Linked DNA regions of Rattus norvegicus: region 2 is linked to region 1. A link is a contact called in public Hi-C data. All regions are on one chromosome and are shown on one strand. The core of a region is the stretch at or near the end of the contact, and the rest is flanking DNA. Distances in the headings are between cores, read along the strand shown. Region 1 overlaps LOC120103114 (a long non-coding RNA gene). Region 2 overlaps Nfia (nuclear factor I/A).

The links. A called contact is a pair of places that touch in the nucleus more often than the background predicts.
Region 2: a contact with region 1 is called in a Hi-C map of Schwann cells, with 8 times the contacts expected there. The contact joins two enhancer-like sites. A contact is called at or near these places in 11 of 12 Hi-C or Micro-C datasets (the Rat2 cell line, Schwann cells, frontal cortex and 6 more).

The regions. Positions count from the first base shown.
Region 1 is chr5:117,527,490-117,533,749 of GRCr8, reverse strand. LOC120103114 (a long non-coding RNA gene) reads left to right here. Exons shown (of 3, transcript XR_010066547.1): 3 at 1-6,260. It also overlaps a transcript of Nfia not described here. Among named protein-coding and RNA genes, the nearest start is that of Nfia, 27 kb to the left of the region's middle. Within about 2 kb of position 4,014, at least 74 of the 93 cell types and tissues checked have an H3K27ac peak or open chromatin away from gene starts, as enhancers often do. A contact at or near this core is called in Schwann cells, where this site is marked.
Region 2 is chr5:117,884,308-117,891,300 of GRCr8, reverse strand. Nfia (nuclear factor I/A) reads right to left here. Exons shown (of 11, transcript NM_012988.2): 11 at 923-1,455. The coding sequence ends at 1,438. Among named protein-coding and RNA genes, the nearest start is that of Rps18l5, 220 kb to the left of the region's middle. Within about 2 kb of position 3,875, at least 53 of the 93 cell types and tissues checked have an H3K27ac peak or open chromatin away from gene starts, as enhancers often do. A contact at or near this core is called in Schwann cells, where this site is marked.

The sequences.
Region 1 (6,260 bases), core at 2,765-5,264:
CTCTGCAGGACCCTTGGGTTTCAGACAAGGGACCTAAGCAGTCAATCTGTCTTTGAAGGATGTCGGTGAGAAGCAGGGAGCTCAGCGTTTATTATTTTAAGGGAAGGCCAGGCCACCCCTCAAAAGCTCCAATACCATGTGAGCTGGAGAGTTTCCTACTTCACCAGAGCAAGGCAAATGGTCCATGTTGATTTTATCTACATGTCCAGTATAGGTTCGCTATCCAGATAGGAGGAAGGCAAGCTTTCCCTTGGAGAGACATTTCTAAGGCTCCAACTCCTGTCCTCCCTATTCTGATGCTTTCTTTCTTGTACAACTTGTCACCATAAGCCCAATCTCTGTCATTGAATTATGAAGCCAAAACAACCCCAAATCCCTGGCGTGCTCCTTTGTGTCATTATTAGTTTAAAGGAAGAGAGGAAAGCCTGAATTTCTCTCTCCTTTTAAGGATCCCCAGGGTGCATCCTTGAACAAGGGTTTAGGAAGGGTCACAGGAGCGGAATGCTTAGGGGGCCAATTGCATTTGTATTTGCAGTTTGGGAATGCAAGCAAGCTGCCTTTAAGCTTTATAGAGGAAGTAGGGATTAGGTGTTTCCAGAGCAAGGTAGGCACTGGCAGGCTTAGGTCACCCTTGCTAGAAAGTAATGCCCCACTTTTTTCTGTGCACTTCGGAGCCCCAGGTGCATTAACTACTTTACCAGGGACTATGGTGTGACAGCTTAGATCTGGCAGACCTGGAACTCCCCAAGTAGAATGGATGACCCTGGGACTTCTATGTTGCCTGATTTTATGCTCCAGGGTTAAGTTCTACTTTAGCCAGAAAGGGTCTGGAGAGAAAAAATTGATGCCTTCCAACTTGCTAGTGTGAGCCCACAATTGCACTTGGTCAATCTCATTAACAATGTTTCCAAAACAAATGAATAAAAATACAGAGCAGAGCATGCCTGCTTGCCTTGCTTCTGGCCTTTTGGCCTGTCACATTGTTCTAGCAGCCCAGGACCTCACATCATTATCTCAGAAGCACAACTATCCCCTTAAAGAGGCTGTAAGTTTTAGTAAGGAAATCTAGTATACTTATACTTTAAGTATATGTTTTGGAAATCCAACGTGAGAAACCTATTTCCCCCATTCCTAAGAACCTGACACCCTATCCTGCCTGTTATGGCCTTCTGGGCTTCAGCCTCTGAGCATCCCTGTAGGGGTTTTGTGAAGCAGCAGGTTTTCTCAGTTTCCGGGGAGAATTTCGAGGAGAATTTGAGTATAAATTCAATTCTGACTCTCACTCTCATCCCCACCCATTTGGACCACGGGTATCTTCTATTTTAGACCCAGAGAAGAGCAGAGTCTCGACGAGTGGAGGCAAGGAACTGGAGGAACAGAAGCTGAGGCCAAGGTCAAGACTGTGGCTGAAGGAGGTGGCAGCTAGGTGCTGCCCTCTGGCCCAGGAGTTGACCTCGACTTGCTGAAGTCCTGAGCAACGCTCCGGGAAGGGGGAAGGGGGTTGGGGGAAGGGGGAGGGGGAAGGAGGGAGAGCCACGGCTGACCAGCCCTCGATCTTTGGAAGCTGAAGCCCACTGAGAGCCTTTTAGTAGTTGTCCTGAAAGGAAGATCGGCTGTTAAGCACAGCTGAACTTCGAAAGGCGCTCTCTGGCGCGACTTCTTTCCCTGTTAAAGATTTGGGAGAGGCCTGAGCCCTGACGTTTCTATCTCCCCCAACTCCCGGGAAACCCGATCTAATTGTTCACTAATTCTCCATTAATAGGCCCTCTACCTCGGCAGCCGGTCCTCAGTGGCTTAGGTGATGGAGCGAGTTTATCAGTCTCCTCATAGGGAAAGTGTTGCACGAGTTTGAAGTATTGTAAGCAGTTACAAAGTAACCCCAAAACAAAGCAGATACAAACCCAAACCAAAGGCCAACCAAAATGAAAATAAAATGCCCTCTTTACGGCACAAAAAGCCTTAAGTGTGCTCACTCTTGCTCAGTCATTTGAGTCCTTGAACCGCACAGGAAAACAGCTCTTCCAGGCCTTCTGGAGGACAACTTAATGACACTGCAGTATATCATCAGGTTAAAACGTTTTCCAGAGCAGGGTTTCAGAGAAGCATCTTTGCCACTAAGGGTGGAACGTCTGCTTACAGAGAGGGCTGCCTGCAGGAATGGGGGAAAGGCTGGGTGCAGCCCAACTATAAGCCCAAAGTTTTCAACTTTGGGAGCACAGTACTGGGTACTGTGGGCCGTGGAGTGTCAGCCTCTGGAGCAGACAGGACTGTAGGCTGAGCTGTTTCCCACTGCTTGCTGCAACTCTGCAGCAGACATTGTCCTCTCCTATTGCCTGACTGACTGACTGACTGACAACTGACTGATCATAACCCTTCCTTCTAATGCCCAAAGTTCCTGCCTCTTTGTGCTTGGCCTTAAGTCAGGCCTGTTCCCCACATATTTACGTGTGATAAGCTCTTGCTCTTTGGCTGGCTGAAGAACCCAGAATGTAAAGGTGTGTGTTTGGGGGAAGGGGCACAGCAGTCTATCACCCACATTCATTTATGCTTTTCAAGGGGAAAGTGGCAGAGTTCTGTACTTTCTCAGACAGGAGAGCTTGTGGAAGCCATAACAGTGTTCAGATTTCATGTGTCTAAATCTCCACTCAAACCCTCTTAGCAAACACAACCCAAGCCGAACATTCCTAGTCCTCCAGGGGTTTCCACACTGTTAGGTAGTGTCTTCTTAAATTATCTCTTGGAAAGAGGATACCAACTTTCAGTAAACCAGTAAGTGCTCCCTTGCTCCTGGTAAGTTATATTCATCAAGTGTGGGCTACAAGCTAGTCATTCAAGACCTTGGCCCAGGTCTCAACCCTGGAATAGGAATGAAGACTTCATTTATGGCTTGGGGGGGGGGGGGACCCTTTTCATCCAGTTTACCAAGGAGGAAGAGTGCTGAGTGCAATGTGGGCACCCACTTTGTAGGAGACACAATCCATCCACCAGCTTTGCTAACATTGGAAGCACAATCTCAACATGTCCACCATTCTCTGCATAAATGCCCTGGTAGGGGACCAGATCACGAGGCCTTTGTGGTTTCTGTCTCTTTTACCCACCAGCTCGGTGAATAAATCACACACCTGCCCTCTCAAAAGAGGCCAAATCCAGTTTCTGCCTCCCAGGGAGTATGAAGATCACTTTTGTTGGAGTTACTGCCCAAAGCAATTGCTTGAAGTTTTAAGACTCACGTAGAGACTAGGCCTGGTGATATTCCTGCTAAAGTTAACCCTAGGGAAGAGTGCAGTGCTGGAATTCCAAGATCAGAGTGTTAAAATGGGTCTCAATGTAATGGTTCCATAACAGTATTTTCTATTTCTCGTATTCCCTTCTTAGGGGCGGCACATCTGAAGCACAAGAGACTAATAGATACACTCCAACTTTCCTCAAGATAAAAGCTGCCACTAAATGGAGTTGCAACCAAGCGTCGCAACTGCACATACCCCGTTGCCATTGTTTATTTAAATTTACCCCAACAGTTATTTTATGGACTTGAGGACGTGTAACAGGTTCTAATTGGTAGGGGGCGGGGAAAGTCTAGTCAGGTGTCTTTTACTGTTTTCCGATCAAAGAAAGAGTTTGGGTAAAAGAGTAAGCTTTTTGCAGTGTATTTTCTAAGCATTCTTTTCAGTGGCTGTAGGCTTTCCTTCCCTAGACCTCTAAGAGTCATACAGTTCCGCTTTCACTTTTCCTCCCCACAGCCTCGCTAACACACTCTCCCGCCTGTCCCAGGCCGCTGGTACGGAGCGGAGGACCCCCACGATTCCCCCTAACCTAACATGCTCAACTTCAGAAGCTTCTAGGAGAAAATGTCTTCTTCGCGAAGTACAGTCGGAGCAAATCATCCACCTAGAGTTCCCTCCGCTGCTGCAGTAGAAAGGACTTCGGTTGATCTTCAAGCTGGAACCCGCGCACGGGACGTATCCGCCGGTGGCCGCAGCGGAGCAACCCAGGCCGGAGGTTGGCGCCGCCCTACACGTCCTCCCGCCCCGCGGGACATCCCAATGACCCGGTCACTCAGCGCCCAGCCACCGTGGGACCCCACTCTCCTTCCCTACTCTGTTCCGTCTCTCGAAGTGCCCCCAGCCCAGCTGCAATGTGATCACTCCCGACACCCGGCTCCATCGCGTATAACCCCACGCGGGTGAGCTGGGATTCGAATATGGGAACTCAATTTCGCAACGAAAAAGCTCAGGGCCAGGACCGGGTCAGAGGGAAGAAAGACCTTGAAGAGACCGCCCAGGGTGCAGATAGCAGGTCCTGAGGAGGCGGTCTGCGGTTCCCTAAGCAGACTCTGCAGGTGCACCCTGCTGCTTCTCTTGCAAGTCTTTTGAGGTTTGACCTTTTAGAGCTTTGTAAAGTTGTCTCTCCCCGCCCCTCAATCACGGGGTCACACTAGGGATCACACTGTCCTCAGTCCTCTAGTCCCATTGCTGACTTTGGGGAAAGGGGTATAAGAATGAGGGTGGCCTGGGCCGCAGGACTATTGGGGTTCGAGCACCGCTCTGGAGCGCCACGCTGGGCAGAGAGCGCTCAGAGCTCGATCACTACGCTCTACCACTTGGGAAGTGCAGCTTAATCGTTCAGCTCCGCCCACCCCGGAGGAGCGGGGGTGGGGTGGGGGTGGAAGGGGGGAGTGAGGTCGGGGGAGAAAAGAACAGAGAGAGAGAGAGAGAGAGAGAGAGAGAGAGAGAGAGAGAGAGAGAGAGAGAGAGAGAGAGAGAGAGAGAGAGAGAGAGAGAGAGAGAGAGAGAGAGAGAGAGAGAGAGAGAGAGAGACTGGTGACCCGGGTTCTCTTCTTTCAAGTTCCCCTAAGCGAAGCAGGGCGCCACCTACAGTCGAGTTCTAACTAGCACGTTGGTGAGAAGGCTGGTGAACCTTTCCTAAACAAGGCCGGATTTTGGGCACAGCCATCTCATATTTGTAATCACTCCAGACCGATCGGTCTGTTGGCAGGCAGCAACAGACGAGACCATACCGAAAATGCGCGTTGGAGGCGTGCAGAAGTTGGGAAACAGAACAGTACTAGCTCTGATTGGACTTGTTCGCGCTCTAATGGTTTGGCTGGATTTTGATTCCAGTATCTCCTCCAGGTTTCAGCCAAGGAGAGCAGCAGTCAATTTCATTAGGAAGAGTATCTGTGTGACCTTAAACAAGTCGCTCCGTCATTCACTCTCCTTTCTCATCTCCTTTAGAACTATAGCTGTGATAGTTTTTTTTCCCCCTAAATTAATGAGACAAAGTAGGTGAGAAACTGCTGGTGCTAAGAGCTCCTACCTATTTTTAAAGGAGGGGAAACCTTCTGAAAAATAAAACTTTAAAGCCATTGAATATGTGTTTTCTGCTCCATGAAAGATTAGGTCTTTATAAGGAAGAGATGAGAAAGCCAGCCAAGTGGCCCCAATAACTGATTCAAGCACTGGCTATTGGCTCTTCTCTCTAGCTAATCTCCTCATAGACAAAGGAAACATATTAATGGCTGGCTGTGACTACTTAATTACCATTTTGTTTTATAAATTGTTAATTACCACGTGGATGTCATATGATATACATTATCCCCACTGTAAAGACAAGGACATACAGTTCGGAGATGAAAGTTATATCTGTAACTTCAGCAGACCCAAGTCTGTTTCTGAACCTGCTTTTGATGTGTAGTATTAAGTACTGGGAGATCAGGCTAGGAGTTTTTCCATAGGAAGTCACATGATTTTTCATAGCACCTTGGAGAAGAACTGAGGGTTCCTGAAAGGGGGAATGGAGGGCCAGGGAGGTCAAGGATGTCACTTTTGTGGGAGGTGTAGAGGCAAGGGTTTGTTTCCTCTTACAATTCTAGGTTATGTGGGTCAGTAAAGGAAGGCAGGGTGAGAACCTGGAAACAGGAACCAAAGTGGAAGCCATGGGGGAAAGTGCTTACTGGCTAGTTCTTGGCGTCCCTGCCTGTTTTTTCCAAGGGAGTCATTTTCAGAAGTGGCAGAGAAGGGTCACAGGGAACCTTCCTCTGACTACACGTAAGTGACCTGTACTGGCACCTGTGTCGGGACACTTGTAAGACTTATCAAGATAAGCCAGGCAGGAGAATTGGATGAGCTGTGCTGAAGGGACTGTAGCCTAAGCAGTGGTAACTATTGTAGAGTTTCCTTAGGAAATCTTGACAGTGGAAGAAAGAGCCCGGCATGGGGGCAGTAGGAAAAGCCAGAGATAGACTGACTTATACTTCTATT
Region 2 (6,993 bases), core at 2,626-5,125, 360 kb before region 1:
CTGAATGGGCTCACACAGTTATGTCCTTATCAGTGTTAGTATTATTTCCCCGTAGCCCAGTTCAGGGTTTGCGAAGGGTCTTTGAAACTTCTGGACAATGTCTGGTTACGACGAGGCGTTTGAAAACCGATAGATCTGGTGTTGCCATACATGTGTAAAATTTTCCAGAATTGGCATAATTCATTATAGTGATTTCTAGCTTATAAAATTAACAGATACCATGATTTCATTTGAGTTATGTGCTTTGATAACAGAAAATAATTAATTAGCATTTAATGTAGTTAACATATTGTGGTAAAAGCACCATTAGATTTGTATTTTTTTTTTTGTTTTTTTTTTTAAATTTTCCTTCGGTTTTTTTTTTTTAAAGGGATACAAGTTTAACAATAAAAAACATAAAAAGCAAAAATAGCTCCCCTTTTTCTTGCAAGGCTGTTTTTTTTTAACCCCAATAATTTAGAGTCCTGGGGTGGGAGGACTTGAAAAACAAAAATAGAATTTTCAACAATCTCTATCTTACAAAGATACTTAGCTATCCAATGAAATTGCACTTCACTCAATTCAAAATTCGATTGTTTTGATTCCTGTCAGTTTCTGTCAAAACAGACCATCTTCCCCATTTCCATGTGAACTTTTGTGTCATTGTTGAAATTGTTGAAAAATGTTTTTTTTTAAATGTAAGTGCAGCATTTCAAAACTTAATAAAAAAACAAAACAAAACAAAAAAACAAACAACCGAACTGAGAGTAGTAGTAGTAGTCTTTGCTGTCTTTTTGGATTTGCTCTGCAACATGAGTGGGTTCACTGTCCTTGAGGGTTGTGTTATGTATTTAACTGCTGACTGCTGAACCAAACCAAACTAAAAGAAAGATCAACTTAACTGCATTTGCTTTTTCTAATATGTTACAGAAAAAAAAGAAAACCCAAAAAACATTGCCCTTTGAGTGTCCTGTAAGTTACAGATCACAGATCTTAGCTACTACGAAAGATTTCATTCTCCAGGTGTCTCCAAGTGCTCCGGGAGGGTCACACACCTGCGCGGGCAAATTCTTGAAATACTGTGAAAAGGCCAGGCTCACAAGTGTTACAACAGGAAGTTCGTGAGCAAGGCTCATCCCCTACCAGCCGCTTCACCTACTGCTCACACCACCACTGGAACACTTCAAATGTCACACAGCCCAACCATTTCCAGCACCATATGAGAAATTACGACAGTCCCTAAAGTATTAAAAAAAAAAAAAGAATCCCGAAAAGTTATGGCCTTTGCTGTTTGACCACGACGTTCGCTGTTTCCATGTACAAGTTGATTCGAGTTGGTGTCTCTCCCCTTCCACTGACAGTGAAGTTGTAACTGCGCCGGGTTGAGGTTGCGTCCATGTTACAGAGTTGAGAAGGGGTCAGGTGGTCTGTCTGGAGGATGGTGGGACGCTGCAACTTTTATCCCAGGTACCAGGACTGGAAGACAAAAAGAAAAGTCCGGTTAAAATGCAGATGTTGTGGGGTTGGGGATTTAGCTCAGTGGTAGAGTGCTTGCCTAGGAAGCGCAAGGCCCTGGGTTCGGTCCCCAGCTCCGGAAAAAAAAAAAGAACCAAAAAAAAAAAAATGCAGATGTTGTGCTCCGTGTAGGGGCTCATGGGTAGCTCTCGGCTGGTATAAGCAAGGCCCACAGTGGTCCTCAGTGAGCAAACACAAACAACGTTCAATTTTGTAAAACTATTTTTGAAAGTTGCTCTTTTAACCATGGGATCAGAATTGACCTTGAGGAGGGGGTGGTTCTTGTGGACAACAAAAGACAGATGATAGTAAATCCCAAGCCAAGGAGATTTATCTTACTCCTCTGACATTAAAATTCACTGCCTTTGTGGGCTTTGCCAATGTTTTGAGTATATCTTACTAAGTGAGGACTTTCTGGCCACATGGCATTCACATTAGGTTTTGTAACCTAGTGGTGAGCAATTATAGGAGGACAAGGAACCTGGCTATCTTATTAGTACCTAGCACCATGCCTGGGAGCGCTCACACTTTTCAATGGGATGTAGATACTAAGGACAGGTGCCGAGCCTACGAACACAGCATTCTGTAGGTGACCCGTGATAGCAGTTACAGCAGAAAGGTCTGGTGGCAAACACATTGGTGACATGGTGGGTGGGAAGTCGGACTGGAGTATTTATGGTGGCAAATCATCTTCCTTTCAACTGAATATATATACACAAGTATATTCTTAGAAAAGATACGTAATAAATAAGATGGCTCCTTATGAAGTCAAGTTCATGGTGGAAATGAGACCACTGTAGACCTCATTTATGTTTCTGTTCACTCAGAAAAGCCTTCGAGCTTTCTGCCAGCTTGTGGAGCCAGTCTTGTGTCCCTTTCAGAAATGTCCAGGTAACTACCTTTGTGTCTGCTGCATCCTTTGTCAACAAAGAAAGTTCGCTCAACAAAATGAGCTATTACAGAGCAATCTCAAAACTAATGTCTCAAGTGAAGCTAAAAATTGTATGACTTTTTTCCCCAGCTTTCTTCTAAGTATTCTGAAGAATTCAGTACTTTTTGCAAGAGTCAGAAAACCTACCAGCTTCTAGGCAAGGCTAATGGCTGTGAGCTCTGTATTGAAAACATCAGGGGGGTTTACGTCAGTCAGAACTGATTCTGGAGGGCTAAGGCTCACTCTTGTGGGGGTGATTCAATTAGGGGAAAGTCGGGACTCCTTTGATCCCAGGGATAAACGGCTAAATGATAGCTCCGTGGAAGTTGGTGTAAAATTTCCTGGTCACACAAGGCACCTTTGATTTCCAAAGGCGCTTATAAGAAAACAAAACAAAACAAAACAAAAACCTTTAGCTCAAATCACAAAACTCCTCATCCTGTAGACTCGTAGATTTTACTCTCTGACCAATAAAGCTGCTTATATCTGGAAAAGAAATCACCCTGCTAAGGGCACATGGCCTAAATCGAAGTGGACAAAAGAAAAGATCAGTAAGAAAGAAAGGGGACGGAAGCAATCTCCAAACCATGTTTGTTTTAAGTCTCTCCTGATCTCTGACACAGATCCATTTTCCATATCTGCTCTTACACAGAACAGTCTCAAACTGAGTGGCAAGTGCTGTTCTCAATCTGTCTGCATGCTTTCGAAGGCAGTTGTGAAATTCCGGACTTCTTCAGTGTGGCAGTCCTGAAGTAAAGGCCTGGGACCCAGTGAGTCACCAGGGGGAGCAGTTTTCCGTCCCATAGTTTCTGTACCCAGGGCGCTACAAAAATCAGCAGTGCCCCCCCGCCCCCGTACTTCTGTTAAAAGGCGAAGCAAAGCTAACCAAAGCAAAGGAAAAAAAAGTTTCTTCACACATCTTGCTATTCAGTGTGTGCCTCACCCACAAGGTTACCCCAGAGCAGCTCTGTAACCCTTCACTGAAATAGGCTTTATTGATTGCTCTGGTCTATTGTTCTCTTTTCAAGTCCCCCAAGTTCAAGTTCATCCTGGTGTTACATCATGTCTGGTTGCTCTTAGCAACCAGACAGACCCAGACGTGACTATCATTAGCAAGAAACCCGCCACTCTCCTCCCACCAACCTTCCAGTGGCTCTGACGTAGCAGGCCCACTGCAAACACACTGAAGTATTTATTCTGCCTAATTTATGACCTACCCAGCAAGCTAGACCCCCACTCCAAAAACCAACACTGTTGTATATTTAATTAATCTGTCTTTCTTTGGCATTCGAGAAAGTTAGACAAAGGACTAATTATTGTGTTTCGCTCTCCACACTTTTCTTTTGGGGGGGGGGTGAATATTTGCCTGGGAAAGAAAGCGATGAGGCCCCGAGTTGGCCCCTCCCCCTTTCCTTTCTGCCCTTTTGACATCTCATGAAATACTTTAGCTGCTTAAGGGAGTTAGGAAAAAAAAACTGCACTGTGAATGTTACTCCTTCTGAGTTGGTACTCAGTAACACAAATCAACTCACGACATGTTTAAATTTAAATGCTAACCACACGCTCTCAGAGTTACTTTAAAGGTTAGTTTTTAATCGATAGAAGGTGCTGACTCTGGGTTTTTGAGCTGCGCGCTGCAACTCCGGGGCTTTTGTCTAATGGTAAAGCTTGGGAACTTTTTTTTCCTTGAGATGATTTTAGCAATGATTTGCAGATACTGAGACCATTGTGCTCCGACCAGCAACATGTCAATAGAGGAGCTGAGCTGCCCTGTGGTGGGCTGTCAATATGACTCCTAAGGCAGGGGTTGGGGGTCTTTAATAACCCGTGAAAAAACGTTAATTAACCCTTTCAGGCCCAAACCAAAACCTATTCTCCCACTTTTCACTCCTGTAATTTGACCATTAGTACTTATTTCAACATCACACTAATCTTCATGACAATTAACCCAGCTACTTGACCAAGGGCTTCCAGAATGGGAAGTCAGTTAGGGGGAACCACACACGAACATTTTTTTTCTTTTTCCTTTTCTTTTTTCTTTCTTTCTTTCTATTTTTTTGAATGAGGTCTCTTAGTAAATGATCTTTAGAAATGTAGCCGAGAAACAGTTGTAAACAATAAGAAATTAATCCGTTTTGCCAAGGTTTCGATCCGTCCATTCGTAGCTGAAGACACTGGTGGTGACAATGTGACAACCGCCCACACAGAGGTGCCCCTGGCTTTCTTTAGGCTTCCGTGAACTGCCAATCGCATCAGATGGGTAAGGCAAGAGCAGGAAAGACTCTTTTTCTTGTGGCATTTTCCTTTTAATTTCGATTACTTGAAAACGTTGCAAGTGTGAGAACACTCACTAAAGAATGACTCTGCACCTTTCTTCTTGGGGCAGAAAGAAGAGTCGGTGACTGGGAAATTCTTGGGTTGAATCAAGTCATTGGGGGAAATACTGGCACATGAAACAAAATTCATCGGTGCAGAGTCAGAAAATCATCCTCACATCTGACATCTGCTTGGGTTTCATATGGCTTCTGCCTTCATACTTTATAGGCCCTTAATCTGCCCTACTGTATCCAGGCCACTACAAAGGACTCTCTGTCCCTTATCTGCAGAGTGGCAATATTACAGTACTGCATGGGAGGATGTTATCTTGATACATTTACATCGAGGAAGTAAACACTGAGCTTTGATCTATCCCCCCCCACCCCCACAGGAACATTCAACTACAGTTTGATTTGGTGGCCCATAAATCCACACTCCCACGGAGGCTCTAGTTTCAAGAAATTAGCCACGTTACATTCTCAACGTCCATAGTTTGGGATGTACCAGGGGCGGGAGGGGGGACCTGTCCTCTTTCAGTGTTCAAGGTGAAACATCAAAAGAAATCTGCAGGCCAAGAGCTCAGCTTTCCTCCTAGCCGGTCAGATGGAGAAGTAATCTCATCAGGTTGGAAAGTGCTGACTCAGGATTTAATAAAGTGCCTGCAGATGCGGTGTCTCTAAGGTATTCAACTCATGTAATGCAAAACAGCTCTGCGCTGAACGAACGCGCTTATAAAATTTCATTTAACCATTGCAGCACGGTTCTCTTAGGAGTTTTATCACACTTCTCGCCCCTTAATTTACAGCTCCATGAAAAGTTCCAGCCCCATTCTGTGGGGATTCTGGAATGCTCACAGTAGTCAGGATTTACGAACCATCAACAGCCTTCATCCCACTGCATCCTAAACAAGAGGGCTGAGATGGCAGCAGGCACCGTGACAGTGGCAGGCTGGTCCTTCTCTTGTGCCTTGGTTGTGCACAGTTGCAAAGTGGAGATGGTCCTGAGTCTACTGGAGATGGGCAACCAAGACTCACCCTCCCAGTCCACAGCCAATATTACAACACATGCAACTTCTTTTACTTTCTGCTCAGAGGGCAGGGCATACATTTTTAAAAACAAAAAAGAAATAGATCTGAGATGTTTATATTTCACTTTGAAAGGGCAGAGAGAAAGAGAGAGAGAGAGAGAGAGAGAGAGAGAGAGAGAGAGAGAGAGAGCGCAGTGAAGAGCAGGACTGACTCACTGAGGCAAAATCTGTTTTTCAAATTAAAAACTTGAACAAAAGGGCCTCGGGGCAAAGTTTAACACTGCACGGAAGGAGGTTGTTAATGTGGAACCCAGAACTGGGTGTGACGCTTAGCTTTCTTCTCCGGGCAAGGTGGGTTATTTAAGGACATTTACACACATAAACGGAAATACAAAAATACAGGAAGCTCCCCCTCCAACACATCACTCCCCACCAGCCACACAAGGGACACAGCAAGCAGGTCTGCATTGAGCGCAGCTGCCATATTGTCCCTCCTGGTGATGTTGCCTCTGCTGGACCACACTAATCCAGTCGGTTAGTCATTTTTGGCTTCCTGTTCTTGTTTGCATGAACTAAGCCTACTATTTAGCACAAATGAGTTGTCCTTGGCAAATCAGCCAAAAGCTGGGGTGTGTGTGTCGGGGGGGTGTCCACCCCCCACCCCCACCCCCGGCTCTGACACAGAAGGAGTAGACAGACCTCTGTGTGTATTCCTGGCATCTCCTTTTAGGATCAACCATTTGGGAGCCCTTAGTCACTTGGTCAGTAAGTTCCAAGAGGTTCCAATTTTCTTGGTGACATGTACTTGAGGGTCTGGGAATGTTGGGAGTAAAGAAAATGTGGCATCTGCCTTTAGGGGTTTCAGTGTCTAGCAGGAAGTGGCTTGCTTAGGCTTCCATGACCTTCATGATTTCTCAAAGGATCCTGATAAACTCAGCTGATGAGGTCAAATGTCTAAAGCACCTTACTGAATTCCACTGATGGGCTGTGTCACATTATGCACACAGAGCTCTGTGCTGGGCGACCCTGGAGTGCCAGGCATGAGAGAGAATGGCAGTGGTCAGCACTGGTGTCTGGAAAGGGTGACATGCTGTACACAGGTGTTAGTTATGGGTATTGCCAGCCTCAGGCTTTGATGTCCGAAGCCATTTTACTTGTCTGATTTTATTTTGTTAATTAAAGAAAGCCTGTTTTCAATAACTCTAAACCAAGACTTGTTTATTGT